2 separate regions of the Xenopus laevis genome follow, and region 1 is linked to region 2. Evidence: chromatin contacts called from public Hi-C data. All regions are on one chromosome and are shown on one strand. Each heading gives the region's core, a stretch centred on a gene start, on an enhancer-like site or on the middle of the called end of the contact. The rest is flanking DNA. Distances are from core to core; before and after follow the strand shown. Region 1 overlaps txndc11.L (thioredoxin domain-containing protein 11). Region 2 has its middle 7.9 kb from the start of litaf.L.

What was found. Hi-C and Micro-C count contacts between places; a contact is called where the count stands out from the background.
Region 1: a contact with region 2 is called in a Hi-C map of the XL177 cell line, with 4 times the contacts expected there. The contact joins two enhancer-like sites. A contact is called at or near these places in 3 of 4 Hi-C or Micro-C datasets (the XL177 cell line, the XTC cell line and animal cap).

Annotation. Positions count from the first base shown.
Region 1 is chr9_10L:99,811,142-99,818,859 of Xenopus_laevis_v10.1, forward strand. txndc11.L (thioredoxin domain-containing protein 11) reads right to left here. Exons shown (of 12, transcript XM_018236305.2): 8 at 4,487-5,237; 9 at 2,795-2,940; 10 at 1,617-1,726. Among protein-coding and RNA genes, the nearest start is that of txndc11.L, 21 kb to the right of the region's middle. Within about 2 kb of position 5,825, at least 2 of the 7 cell types and tissues checked have an H3K27ac peak or open chromatin away from gene starts, as enhancers often do.
Region 2 is chr9_10L:99,738,933-99,746,647 of Xenopus_laevis_v10.1, forward strand. No RefSeq gene overlaps it. Among protein-coding and RNA genes, the nearest start is that of litaf.L, 7.9 kb to the left of the region's middle. Within about 2 kb of position 2,944, at least 1 of the 7 cell types and tissues checked has an H3K27ac peak or open chromatin away from gene starts, as enhancers often do.

The DNA of each region.
Region 1 (7,718 bases), core at 4,575-7,074, 75 kb after region 2:
CTCCAACTCAATGTACCTACATAATAATGCATTGGCCAGATTTTGTTTTCCTGAATATTTCACTTTTTTTTCTGGAGCCCTGAAAAATGTAAAATTGGGGTGCTACTGCATAAAAATTGATGACAGGAATGAACAGCTGGGGGTGTGTTAAAGCTTGCCAAAAATAAATACTTTTCATTTGTTCCCCAGACTTTTTGTCCAGGTGCAGATTCTGCACTTACAATTTGCTACATTAGTTGATACATTTCTCAGCAGCATCTGTGGAATATTAGCACCTATTGTATCAATTATAACCGCTGTCTTCAAAGGGGTGGCTCACCTTTAAGATAACTTTTAGTATGTTATAGAATGGCAAAGTCTAATCAACTTTCAAAATTGTCTTCATTATTTATCTATTCAGGCCTCTCCTGTTCATATTCCAGTCTCTTATTCAAAGCAATGCCTGGTTGCTAGGGCAATTTGGAGCCTAGCAACCAGAATGCTGAAATTGCAAACTGCAGAGCTGCTGAATAGAAAGCTAAATAACACAAAAAACACAAATAATAGAAAAACTCAAGGGCAAACAACCCCTTTAATGAAACTCAGGTTTTTTTTCTGCTCTGCAGGGACAAAGATAAACGTATAAACTAAAGAACCCCTTTAGAACAGTTTACAGAGTTGGAGCCCCTCCAGTTGCTTCAAAAAGAAACCTAAATAAGAAAAAACAGACAAATAGAAAGTAATTGAAAAAAGTCTCTTTTTCTCGAGAACTCTCTGAAAACAACTGAACTGAAAAAAGTGTTGGAAAAGTGAACAAACACTTTAATATATTTGGGAAAATTACTATAAATAGCTAAGCTAACAAATAATCCCAGAAGTTTGGAACTGTATTTAGCATGATACGCCAAAAATAGGCAGGGCCAGGATAGGCTGCACGACTTAAGTGATTACAATTGGATCTGTGTGTCCGTCCGTCTATCACATCATGCCTAAATGTATTTTTGCTCTTTCCCTTTTTTAAATTCTTTTAAATAAAATTTAGATTTATCCTATACAAAGGGGTATAAATAAGAAATATCTATATTTCTGCATAACGTTGACTTGAATGGAGTAGAGGAAAAAGATGAAATTATTCAAAAAAAAAAAAAAAAAAAAAAGAACCAAATCAAAGCCTATTTGAAGTTTGGCTAAAGCTCAGCAAAGAATTAGGATAGAAATGCTGCACATTCCGTTTCTGGCTTCTGTACCAGCCGGAAGCCACCACAGCTTTAGTAGTGATCCATACCTGAGCAGTAGCTCCACCACCTTTCTTTCTACTGATGCACTGCACATGCTCTAAGCTTAAAGACAGACTCACAGTACATATCATATACACTAAATAACATTCACAATTCAGACTAGTATTTTCTGAATTGTTAACTAATCAGCTTCTGTGTTCTAATTTATGAGGATTTTTTGATGATTACAAGCCCTAAGCTTAGCTTAGCCCAGGGCCTGCTAAATATGTGCCTGACACTTAACAAAATCCAAGATGGTTGTCTGCTGTGGACAACACTGAAGGCACGGATCATTACTGGTACAGAGATACTGAACCTCTGCACTGGGACAGAACATACTGGAACAAAATGCAGTCTTACCTTGTCACAATGAGGCTATCGGTAGCCAGAAGCTGAGCGAGACGGATGAAAACATGATTCAAAGCAGCACAAAAACCACACCAGGTTGTATAATACACCAACAATACATCCTGTGATAGAAACAAGATTACAGTATCACTCAATTGCAAAACTAGTGTGTGTGATCTTTAAGATATGGTCATAAACTGGTGAGGGAAATGTTCAATACCATTCAAGACTAACGGATTGATTTCCTGTATACTAACACTGTCACACCTTGCTGTTTGATTTTTGCTTTTTGGCCTGTTTAAGAATGCAAAGACAAGCTAAATTGCATAAACGGATTTCGGCTCAAAAAATGCAAGAATCTCTGTTCTCTAGAGACATACACAGGATGAGCAATTGTTGCTCCACATGCTGGACCAAATCGGGAAGATCCAATCGTTGCCTCGGGGGCCGACAGAGACTTGTCCTTGAATAAAGATGTCTACCAAATTCTACTCAAAAGCCTACACAAGTCTGCACATGTCTTTTAAGACTGTGATAGTGCAATTAGACTGTAAGCTCCAGCAGGACAGAAACAAACAGGATTAAGGAAAATTATTATTAAGTGCTTTGTAATATGTAGGCTCAGTGTAAAAAAAATAAGAATTCTTTGTAGAGGAATGAACTCTGGTTGGTTCTGTTAGTAACTGGATTCTGGGACTTCCAGCATATCTTACTTTTTGTGATTACAGATTAAATCTATTGGTATTTATCCTTAATAGGAAATGTTCGTAATTGTGCGAAATACATGCTGCAATGCATGCAGTCCCTTTTGCACTGTTGGTTCTGACTCTTCAAACAATGTAGCAGAAGCCAATTCTACTCCAGACAAGACTTTAGTTATCACAATTCCTTGCTTGCTTCTTCTCGGTCTGTTAATCAACGGGCTTCTGCTACACTGCTGCAAGAGTGAGAGGCAACAGTGCAGAGAATAGAAATCAACAGATACTGCTTTCAGTAGCAATTACCCACTGACATTTTCTAATGAATGTATAAGGAGTTGCTTAGAATTAAATGTTGTTTATTTATGCAGAACGTTTAATGGGTACAGTTACTCGTTAACATTTGCTTTAATTTGAAATACATGTTGCAAAGATGAATTGCCAATTAAAAAAGGTCACAGAAATAGTGATTATCAAGAAAGAACAATGCACCTTTTTGCTTTCCAGCACAACAGGATAAAATGTGCTTGATGTTACTTCAGTGATTAATTGCTGGCTGGATACATGGGGAGGAGAGTCCCCCACCAGATGCCTTTGTAAGGGGCTGTAAACTTTGCTGTAGTTCTGAATAAAAGCCTCTGCAAATAAAAGGAGGATATATATTCAGTGGAAATAAGCTTATAAAGGCAATAAAATAATCTAAAACAAGTAAAAGTGATTAAAACGTTAAGGGAAACTAAACCTCCTCCTGTATAAATTTTTAAAACTTCATGCCCCTGTACAGGCTACACTGGAACCATGTCGAATGGACTGCCAAATGGAACACAACTATTTTCAGATGCCTTCATTGTGGTCGGTTCAGGGGCACAAATGGTTAAACAACGATACAGTGGATTTAGTTCCCCTGTAAGATCTCTAAAATAGACCCACTTCTGAGAAACTCTTGCATTTGCATGACTCTATTTCAGTGCACATCCTGCCAATATCCCCTGTAAGCTGTGGGGTTCAGCAGGTGGGTACAACATACAAAAAAATCAGTGAGGCATACAGAACATTTTGCAGACATAGAACTTATAATCAGCTTTCCAAATAACATAATAAAACATGTATATGTATAACCCTGAACATCGCAGGTCACTATAAAAAAAGACCACATAAAAAAGTCGACATGTAAAACACGGTTTCCTATAAATAAAGCCTTTTCGTAAAAAATATGCTTTTCTAGCATTGTGCGTTACTGCATAATACCACATAGCAAAGCTACAATTTTTGGTACTAAAGTCTGTTTTCTGACCTGTATGAGGCACAGTGATGAGCAAAATTTTTTTGAAACAAAAAAAGTCCACAGATTCCGATGCATTTGCATAAAAAAAATGTTAATTAGCCGTTTTATAACATACAAAAAGTTAACATAAAGGTGAACCAACCCTTTAATGATTTAATTTCCTCTTTATATACTATAGAGGAGTCAGCTTTATATAGTGCTTAAACATTTTATAGTTTTTTGTATAATGAAAGTATAAGAAACTTTCCAATATAAAGTAATCATTTTCCCCAAGCGTCCACAATGACACTGGAATTCTGGGAAAAAAACACTGCATTGTAAAACATGCAGATTATGCTTGAAATTGGACTTGTTAGACAAAATGCTCACGATCTGGGCTTTTCCCAGATAATGGATCTTTCCATAATGAAGATCTTCATACCTTAAGACTACCAAAAAATCATGTATCAAGTACAAGTTACAGTTTTATTATCACAAGAAAAAAGGAAATAATTTATAAAAAAAAAAAATCTATCATTTGGATAAAATACAGTCTTTGTGAAACTTCCTTCCCATAATTTGAGCTTTGCGGATAACGGATCCCATACCTGCGTTAAAAATCATGGAAAAGAGAAGGCGGAATTGGAACAATAAAATCATTCAAAACTGTCATCAATAAGTACTCGTAATCTGGTTAGAATTACATTTTCTTTTATTATGCAAAAATGTTTTCCTCATTATTTTAAAGTGGTCATTACTGAATAAATCAGCATCTTATGCCTCTTTAACAATTAACATAGAGGTAAAGAAACCTGATGATATGAGGTATAAACAGGGAACAATGCATTTATAGATAATGAAGCCTAAAAACATTATTATATTAAATGAGGATAAAATCTACATGTTAATTTTTTTCCTACCTAGATTTGGTTTAATGAGGGGTTGCCAGTGGTTAAGGATGTAGTGCACTTCTTCTTTCAAGTCTACAATGGCAGCAAACTCTTTTCCAGAAGCTGATCCAGCGGCTCCGAGTCTTTCAGCGTATATCCAAGACAAGTTGGAATCCAGAAGATATAGATTTAAAGTCTTGTTGGTCCTACAGCTGAGGCCAGTAATACTATTACCGCTGATATGATAGCTAGGACTTAAAAGTGTCTTCTCCTCAATATGAGGCACTAAATGTGTTAGCTCTTCTTTGAAGTTCTTCCCATTGGAAGAAGGTAGAACGCGAGTGTTCTGAAGGAAGCTACTGGAAGCAATGAGTTCCCTGCTTAAAGTCTGACAACATGCGGTATAGTGATTATAGGGACTGTAAAAACTTGGGAAATTGCTGCACTCTCTAAATTTAGAAAGGAAGCCCATAAAGGAATGTTCTTTGAGGTAGAACGAGTCTAAAGCAGCTTCGATATCAAGAAAGTTGCAGCGGTGCATGTAGACCTTACTTGGCCTGATACCGGCAGATTGATTGACACACAGTTCACAAATATTGTGAATCCTTGACATTAAGTGCCATTGAGGGAGAACTACGGTATTACAACAGGAAAATCTTCCGGTATTATGGGAATCTGTATCTGATGAAGTCTTTCTATCTTGAACTTGTTTTTGATCATGGTCATCATTAACAGGAAGGCTTTTAGAACAACTGTTGTACTGCAGGGCAACTTCGGCAATCTAGAAGACAGAAAACAAAATTGTGAGCTACTTCACTGAGAATATTCAAATTGCAAGCAATCTTTCCTATAATACATAGCCGTCTGCTGCCTTCCGTTTCTTGATATTTATTAAACAAGTCATGCTGCCATTAGATTAGATTTTGCTAAATCTACAAAAAGCAGTGCTGAGATTTGTATATACAGTACATAGTATTAGAACATGGTCCTCTTTTGTCCTCACCTTTCAATATATTTACAAGTATAAGATACATTATTCGGAAACCTGTTATACAGAAAGCTCGGAATTGCGTTAAGGTAATTCCCCATAGACGAATAATTCAAATTTTGAATAATGATTTCCTTTTTCTCTGTAACAATAATGTTTAAATAATTTCTTAGTAGCCTTAAAGGGCACCTGTTGGGTGAATATATTTTCCCCAACCAAAGGTGTGGGCTAATCGAGCTCTATTTGGGAGTAACAGTAGTTTGTTTTTTTTAAATGGCCCGCCAGCGTTAGGACACCCGCACCAGGAGCTCCCAATGGCCATGTTGGGGCACACGCATGCACATAATGAGCTAATGACGCAACTTGCTCCTTATGTGCATGCACGTGGCATCAGAAGTTCATTATGCGCATGTGCTCTGCACAACATGGCTGCTCGCACTGGCAGTTCCCTCCTGGTGTGAATGTCCTAGCACTAATACTGTTACCCCCAACCAGAGTGCGGGCTCTATTAACCCGTACCTTTGGTTGGGGAAAATATTTTTTCTAGATTATTATTATTATTATTATTGCCGACTGATCCAAAATACATTGGTTCCCAAAAAAGGAGGTATAGGGGCCCCATGATGCCCTAATTAATGAGCAATTTAACATATATTGGTAAAACAGGTCAACCCCTGCATATGTTGGGGCCCTAAAATTAATTTGCTATGGGGCCCGGTAACATCTAGTTACCTAATCATTCTCCTCCTAGTGCTGATCCCCGAATAATCAACACAATAAAGTAACAAGCAGGGCCTTTTCTGGCTTTTATATTGGTTTCAATAAGGATATGGCAAACCTTTAAAATATTATTAATTTATACTGAACCTGATCCTGTTGAAAAATTGTGGTTACAGATAGTTCTGAGACTTACTGAATTCCATCCATTTGCATGTGTGAAGACTTAAATTCTAATGTAAATCGAGCATGGTGTTTATATTAGCATAAAGGCTAAAGGCAGACCAGGCTGTTTCCAGTAACTCAAGAACCTCTGCTGCACACGGAGTAGATTTCTGTGCCGAAATGCATACTTGATCCCTGAAGCCAGTGGAGGGGCTGATTCTCAGTCTGCATTTATATGCCGGCCCAGAATCAGACCATGTGGCATTAGCCTTAGTCTATGAACATCACAACTGATTTTATTTGTTTAATTTTAAGTAAAGAATTGCAATACTGTTGTAAAAGCTCTGAACAGCTGGCTTTCATGGGGAACAATATACCCTCCTTTTATGCTTCCCTCTTAGATGAATCTTATGAGCATAGTATAATGCTTAATGTTTCATAGACCAATAATTTCAACTACCGGTAGTTTGCAGGCAAATGCTGTCAGTTATAATAAGAGTTCAATGACCCAACAATTAAATTAGCTTGTAAACAAGCTCTGTAATCAGATGATAGATGTGTTACTTGCATATACAACGATATGCATTGAAATTCAACTCCACTTTCATCTTAAGGTTATATTTGGACATCTTATGCACCATTAATTCTAGTTGCTCATGATATAGGGTATAAAAAAAAATAATTTTACAAATTAGGATTTATGAAACAAAAGCTAGTTAGGACTGATATTCCTGCTTTTTCCCTGCCTTCAGGGAATGCTGCAATAGCCAAGTACAGGAGTTCAATAACACAAGATAGATCTTTTGATCATGCCTAAACCAAGTTTCAGTTAAGTACTAATGTCAAGATAAGATTCTGCTGCTAAACAAGTTCTTTGTGATTCTTGCTTCAAAGGTTGGGTTAAATCAGCACACTTAAAATAAAAAGTCTACATGCAGCCATGCAGACTTACTGCCCTTTAGTTTCCTCAGTACCCTGAACAATAGTTGCTGGAGGGTCATGAATTAAAAAAACAAAACAAAAAAAAAAACCTGTTCTAGCATTTCATTTATTTGATCATAAAATCAAAAATCACTGATTAAAACCACAATATGGACTGAACTGAACCGCTAGTTGTAATTTATTCACCTGCAATACATCTTCGTTACTGCTGGTGATTAATCTCCCCAAAATACCTTCCAACCGGCAAGAATGTGAATCGCCTGCGGGGTGGCATAAGCATCGTTTTCCGAAATCACCTAAAATTGCCTCACAAGTAAACTTCAGAAAACCAAAGCAATGCTTATGCCATCCTGCTGGAGAGTCACATTATTGACGGTGGAAAGGCATTTTGGGGAGGTTAATCGCCTGTTGAAGCAAAGATGTACTGTAGGCAACCCTAAAAGCAAACCA
Region 2 (7,715 bases), core at 1,694-4,193:
CTTTATATAGTGCTGACATATTCTGCAGCACATTGCAGAGATTATACATGATTCGCCCCAGTGGAGTTTAGCCATTACCCAGACTAACATCCTTTTTTTTGATAGTTACACAATTTACATTACACAGAAGCTTGTGTAACATTTCAAGTCAGGAGCCTGTGTCACACTGTATATAGGAGGCTGATGCAGAAGTTTCATGACGCTGCTAGCCTACACAACAGGAAATGTTTAACCTCAACCCAATTAGCTAAGCACACATTTGCTAGGCAATGTAAAGCACACAGCTATACAACTTGGAAAATGTGTTGAAAAATTGTTGTGTGACCACGTTGTGTATAATAAGTAGAAGTATAGTCGCAATAGAAAAAAAAGCTGACCAATATGTTATATTCTCATTCTCATGTCATTCACAGCAGCACAAGCTATTGCTAAAATGTAGTTATTATAAGCAGTTTCTCTTCTGCAATTCACATATCAAACTGCATCTTAATTTAAATGAGTATGCTTTAAAAAATGACTTCAATAATAAGTATTGCTTTAACAGAGAAGATGCACATTGTTAATGGATAGGTTAGGAAACGTGTTATAACAGTTGCCCATGGCAAATGAGCAGGGGGTTCAGAGTGGGACAAAGGGGAGTCTAGAATTAAAGAGCTGACTGAAATAAGGAAACCAATATAACACAAGTAAAACCTGTAATTGACCAGTAAAGTACACAGACCAAACATCTCATGTAACCTCCAAACCTGAGTATAAACAGATCAATTGCATACGGCCCATCTTTTCAGCCAACGTCAATTAAGCCACACTCTGCAGACACCAGCAGCAGGATACAAGTGAGTGATCACATTATTAATCCACTGAGAATTCCCACAGCCAGACCTGTATAGTTCTATGAAGGAACAGTGACACTGTCATATCCAGTAACACAAAGGGGCCTATTTATTATGCTGTGTAAAATGAAATACGCTGTAAAAAGTGGTGTATAATAAATGGCGAATTTATCAAAGTGTGTGATATTTGACACCATGAGCAGATTTTCAGCTGTTGTTTTACAATGTTTCAGACCTTTGTAAGTGAGTTCCAGCGGAAGTTTCTCCGAGAAAAATGATGCCGTTTTTTACACCAAATAATTAATCTTGCCATAGTCTCACACAGTGTTCCACTCATTTATACCAATCTACACACTCACATCTCTTTACACATTCTTATTTTCAGTATGCATATGATTCACATATATTTTTTCACCCTCCTATCACATTACACATTCCCAACCCAGCTTACTTTCATGTATTTCCATTCAGACACCCAGCTCCACACCATTTGCAAACATGTTCCTGTAGGGATACAGAGGGTTAATTTCCCTCTGTTCCTTAACATTGACATGTTGGGAAATCCCCTGCCTGTGAGCTACAGGTTGAACTTAGTGTGACGGGAGGGGCTGGAGCCTTGTCCCTGTGCAGTGTGTCTGGCAGATACAGGAGGGTGTCACAAGGTGCCGCTGCTGTGCAACTGAGTTCATATAAACAGAGCAATGTGCCCACAGCCATTGCTGGTTTTACTTCACTGAAGACAGAGTGGAATAAGAATCTGGCTGCAAAATGTAGAGTAAAAGCTGGAGTAGTCATTTGACTGGGAGCTAGACCAGGAGGGTCTGGAGTTCCCAAATGCAAAACTGGACTTTTACATGTACATACCCCCTAATTACCATGTTCATTTTAAAAAATGTGTCAGATTATGAAAGTTTGAACATATTTCTGTGTTTTTTTTCAGTTATTACAGTTTTGCTAATAAAGGTGAATTGCCATTTAAGCTGTGAGTCTAACTTTTCCCAAGGGACCTCCTTCTCTAAATTGTTATAATTACTTATTTGCTTACCTCAAAATTGTTAGGGCCTTTACACACGGGCGTTTTTACCTGCGCTTCCCTGCGTTGCGTTTTCTTTCTGTTCAGCCTCAGGGGAGCACAGGAGTAAACACACTCAATTATTGTCAATTGGGCTGCTTCTCAACCTGTGGTTGGCGATTACATGCGTAATTTAATTTAAACATTTACAACCCCTTTAATATGCTGGTGGGCAGCATTTATCGACCATTTAAAAAAACGTGTATGAGACCTGTTATCCCAAATGTTCGGGACCTGGGAGTTTTCTAGATCTACTAGAAAAACATAGAAACATTAACTAAAAACCCAGCAGGGTGATTGTACCTCCAATAAGGATTAATTATATCTTAGTTTGGATCAAGTACAAAGTACTGTTTTATTATTACAGAGAAAAAGGATATCATTTTTAAAGATTTGGATAAAATGGAGTCTATGGGAGACAGCCTTCCCATAATTCGAACACTACTATGGATTTACTTTATAATTAGAGGGATATACTGCAACATACTGCCGCAGGCCCTGGACCTACAATTTATTGTAGAATAGAATGCAAAAACAAAAAGTGTCTCTATGGATTCCAAGCAGGTAAATTTTCCACTAATTTTCAATTTTAGTAGAAATGATATAACCTCGTTAAAAATTAATGTAACTATGTTTTTTTTGCCACAAATTATTCTGTTTGAATATTTTCTGAAACATGTTTGTGTCTGAAAATAAATAAACACAATCAGGGAAAAAGGTATGCAAGCTTTGTCACCATTTTTTCAGAAATCATACATTTTTTCTTGATGTTGAAGACTGATATGTCTACACTGACTATTAGATACACAGAGACGTGTATATATCTGAGATTTTCCATTTTCGCAGTGGGCGTCCAAAAGGGCACTAGATCTGATTCAGAGGTTATCAGCGAACAAAATATAGCAGGTTTATCATATCATTTGGGTTTTCATGATTTGACAAGAGGTATATAGAGGTGATGCAGTGGGGGGCGGGGCAGGGCATGACATTGTGGGGGCAGGGCTGTGACGTCAGGGCAGGGCTTTGACGTGGCGATTGGCCGATCGCCCCGTCAATCCCAGGAAATCCTGATTGGTTTTCCTAATTTCAAAAACCGGGCAGCCAGTTTTGACCCGAGCAGCCCTTCAAAAAGACAGTGCTGTCCTGGTCAAAACCAGACAGGTGGCAAGCCTAGATGGTGTGGGGGCCCCTAAGGCAGCAGTCCATTTGGGCCCTGGGCCCCGCAGCCCAACACTGCTTATATAAATATTTAAATCAGCCATAAGATTGCATTCAGCCTGACAAAAGCCTTCTAGATGGTGGATTTGGTACATCCAAAAAAAAAACTAATATTTTTATGAGCAGTGTATTCAACTGCAAAATCTAGTCTAGAAGGACTATGTAGAAAAGGTATTTTGGATGATCAAACCTTTAAAAACTGTCTTCAGCAACTGGAATGTAAATTTTGTGTTGTTATAATGTCTTTACACCAATACAAAATGATAATGTATAAACAAATAGAAAATGCAGACAATATTGTATCTGCTCTACTGGATACCAGCAGATGGCAGTAGCTGCATACAAATGATTTGGGAATGCATAGAAGCATACCCAGTTTGTGCTGTATCTCCAAAACTGATCACAGTGTTGCACTAAGCTAGTAAACATTTATATAGGCATGTAAGTAAGTCTAAGGGCAGAGACACACGGTTAGATTCGGTGACAAATCTCTTCTATGGGGCGTAATCTCCGCAAACTGCCTTCCCACCGGCTAGAATGAAAAACCCCGGCAGGATGGCATTCAGAGCTCTTCATTTTCCGAAGTCACCTGAAGTTGCCTCGCAAGGAAACTTCAGGCGACTCCGGAAAACGAATCGCTCCAATTGCCATCCTGCCAGCGATTTTCATTTTAGCCGACAGGAATGCAGTTCAGGAAGATTAGTTGCCCCGAAGAAGAGTAGATTTGTAGCCGGGCGAATAATCTCCCTTAATCTGACTGTGTGTCTCTGCCCTTATCAGAATGCTTGGGACCTGGGCTATTCCATAATTTGTCAATCCATACCTACGGTTGCCACCTGGTCTGTAAAAATTATGGTTGATCCCAATTTTATTCATAGGGAAAAAAGTTAAATATATAGGAAGGCTGGTATTTTTTTCCAGAAAAGGTGGCAACCCTATCCATATGGCCTTTGAAACCAGTTTATGTAAAGTTTCTCTTTCTTCTAAACACTTTTGTGATTTACATTCAATCATTTTTTCTTTTTCATTGCCAAGATAGGAGGCAATAGATATTTTAATAAAAAGTCATATGTAAAGTCATCTGATGTTTCTTTACATAATCTAGATCACTTCTTTCTTTTCTCCGTTAGTCTTTAATCCTTTCGTTAATCTGATCGTTAATCATTTTTCTTAATGTAGACAGTCTGGCAATGACCAGCAGGTGGCACAGTTATCACATTCATTCATTCAATTGTTTAAAATATTTTTTTATTTTGACAAGTCTGAAGCACTCAATATTTCCCTTCCTGCTCATTTGCAACAAGATCTGCAAACAAATTACCCTTTTAAATGGAATCGCAATTCCTTGCGATACCTGGGCATCCATATTCCAGCAGATCTCACTAATCTATCCTCTATAAACCATAAATTTTAGCAGACCTGAAACGTTGGCAATCTCTCCCACTGTCCTGGTTTTGCCGCATTAACTTACTCAAAATGAATGTTTTACCCAGAATTCTGTACCAATTTCAGACAATACCTGAAGCCCCCTCCAAACGCTTTTTGGACACTCTACAAGCCACATTTGGAACTTTTATCTGGAAAGGTACAAAACCCAGGATCAATAAAAGCATTCTAATTAAACCCACATCATTAGGGGGTCTAGCTCTTCCTCATCTTGAAATTTATTTGAAAGCAGTCACATTGAGCAGAATATTGGAATGGTTTTATTATCCTATGGATAAAAGATGGATTCAATTTGAGCAACTCATAGTAGACAGACCACTGCAAGCATGGTGGCTCCATCCCTCTCTTAGACCCTCCTTAATCATTCTTCCCAAAGTCTGCAGAGAGACTTTAACTCAAGCTGATAGATATCTTCTTGAGACCCCTTCCCTGATTTCACGGGAGGGTCCTCTCACCCCTATAGTGGGAAATCCACATTTTGTTCCTGGAATGATGAGTGCAGGCTTTCTTGGGAGAATGTACAATGAAAGCTTTATCTGTTCACAAGTACTAGAAAATAATGTTTTGTTACCACTGACTCACATCTGTCCTGAAGTGCCAGAATTTTTTTTTATTCAGGTTTAGGTATAACCAACTCCGCCATTGGCTAATGGCCCCTCAAAGATAATGAGACAAACGCCTGTCTCTCCTATTGAATCGCTTTGCGTACTTAAATCTCCTGTCAGACATTTGATTTCCGTATTATATAAACTTGCAGATCAGAAAGAGACAGTGTCTTTGCAAAAATATACAGTTACATGGGAAAGGGAATTACAATCTGAATTTACAGCAGAACAATGGAATGCTTGTTTTACCTTAACCCATAAGTTTTCCATTGCATGTAAATCACAAGAAACTAACTTTAAGATAGTGTCCAGATGGTATAAATGTCCCATGATAAAATGGAAATGTATAAAAAAAATCAGTAAAATAAAAGTGTATGGCCTAGTCCGAAAGATGGCAAAAGGTAATTTGATGCAAAATAAAAAATTGGGCAGGTGTCTCGCTATTGGCAATAAAGTCTGAGAAGGAAGAAAGAAGAAACTATGTCTGAACGTTAGCTGCAGTCTTGCAAGCAGAGTTCATGATAGGTGACTGAAGATTGAAAAGAGCCAGAAAAATAATAATAATAATAATAATAATAATAATAAGCAACTAAAGGTCATTACACTCAGAGCTCAGTAGGATAAAGTGTCAGAAATGTTAGCACCACTGATTAGCAAGCTCTTCATACAGCCCTTTGCCCACAATTATCTCCTAAAAAAGATTAAATTCTAGATTATTTTAAAGGGAACATGCCCCTATGCTGTTCCTAGCTTTTAACGTAACTGCTTTCACTTACTATGAATTCATTCAGCTGCTCACAGACCCAGAATTTCCAAAATCACTCCCCACCCATCAGGGCCGGAACTAGGGGTAGGCAGAAGAGGCACCTGCCTAGGGCGCAACAACAGGGGGCGCTAGGCAGGTACCGCTTAAACTGTCTTCTGCCTACCCTTAGTCCGTTATCACAGCTCTCTTTGGTTCCCCACCCTCCGCCACACTTTCCCCTCTGTTGCTCTGCCCCTTCCCCTCTATCGCTCTCTCCCCCCTTCCCCTCCCCTTTGTTGATTTGCCTCTCCCCTCCGTCGCTCTCCTCCTCTGCTTCCCCTCCCTCCATTGCTCTCCTCCCCTCCGTCGTTCTCCTCCCCTACGTCGATCTCCTCCCCTGCGTCCGCCTCTCTCCCCGTCCTACGCATGCGCAAGTTGCGGTTCATTTGGGGCGTGCGCACACACATGCATGCGGGGGGGACCGGGGAGGCCGGCTGGGTTGCCTAGGGCGCCCAGCTGGCTTGGCCTGGCCCTGCCACCCATTGCCTTCTGTCTGAATTGCCTGAAATAGCAGATGCCATTTTAAAGGGATACTGACACCAGAAATTAAACTTTCTTTTTACATCTCATAACATTGTCTTTCCATGCTATTTATAATTTTGCCATGAAATCATTGGCCCAATGCTTTTACATTACCTATCTGATCCCCCATGTTCCTCTATGAGGGAGCTGCCATATTTGTGTAGCATTAGGCCATTAACATTAGAAACTGACAGGCTCAGAAGGGACAGTCAGGTTGGAAAAACAGTCAGGTTTAGGAACTTCAAGTAACAATTACTTCCAAAAGCAGACCTATCAGCCAATCAACATGACCTATAGGTAACCTTTATATGCACATTAATATATGCACATCACCCTCAGCCCATAGAAAGCAACAGAGAGGAGAACATGGGCTTATTTGTAAATACAATTTGTACGTTGTTGTGGCTGAGTTCGGGCAACTTTGTTTCTCGTGTAAAGAGCATCTGAACTAGTTTAGACTTTATAAACACATCTAATCTTAAAATCAGAAATGAAGAAACTGCTTGCAGCTTGCATTGGTTTTTGAGAAAGGACAATTATTATTATATATCACCATCTAAAATTAACCTCTGAAAGAGCAAGAGATGAGAAATTGTGCTAGTAAATTAGCAGTCACTATGGAGATGTTAGCAAGTCACCAAATTGCTAGGTACAGTAATTACATGACATTACATCTTTGTGTGTGAGGGAACAGCTCCTGCTCAAAAGGGATAAATCACAGATAAGTACAGCTTTGTGTTTTTTTACGCAAAGACATAAAAATACTAATGGCACATCTGCAGCGTGATGCTTCATCGCCATATGATCTGGATTTAATGGTTCATTGACAGGTTATGTAAATATACTAGCCTATAGGAATATCAGATACCTTGGATAACCTAACCGCATGGCAAAGTAAATCAGATAAATGTGGGCTGGCTCCTTCAGAAACATGTATCTAAAAGTATAATATTGTTATAGATGAATACTGGTATTTCTTTAAAGGGATATTGAAGACTTTTATTTCCCAGAAGTGCCGATGGCAAGGGAACTCTCGCAATATTAAAGGGCACCTTGTGCCAAAATTGTTTCCACCTCCAAACTCTGGTTGTATTTGAATTATTAGTAGTATTATTAGTAGTATTATTTGAAGGAAACCCCTCTTGCAAGAGCTACGTCGCCCTGGCGGCCATGTTGGGCCCTGCTCACTCATTATGTGCTTGAGTGTATTGTAG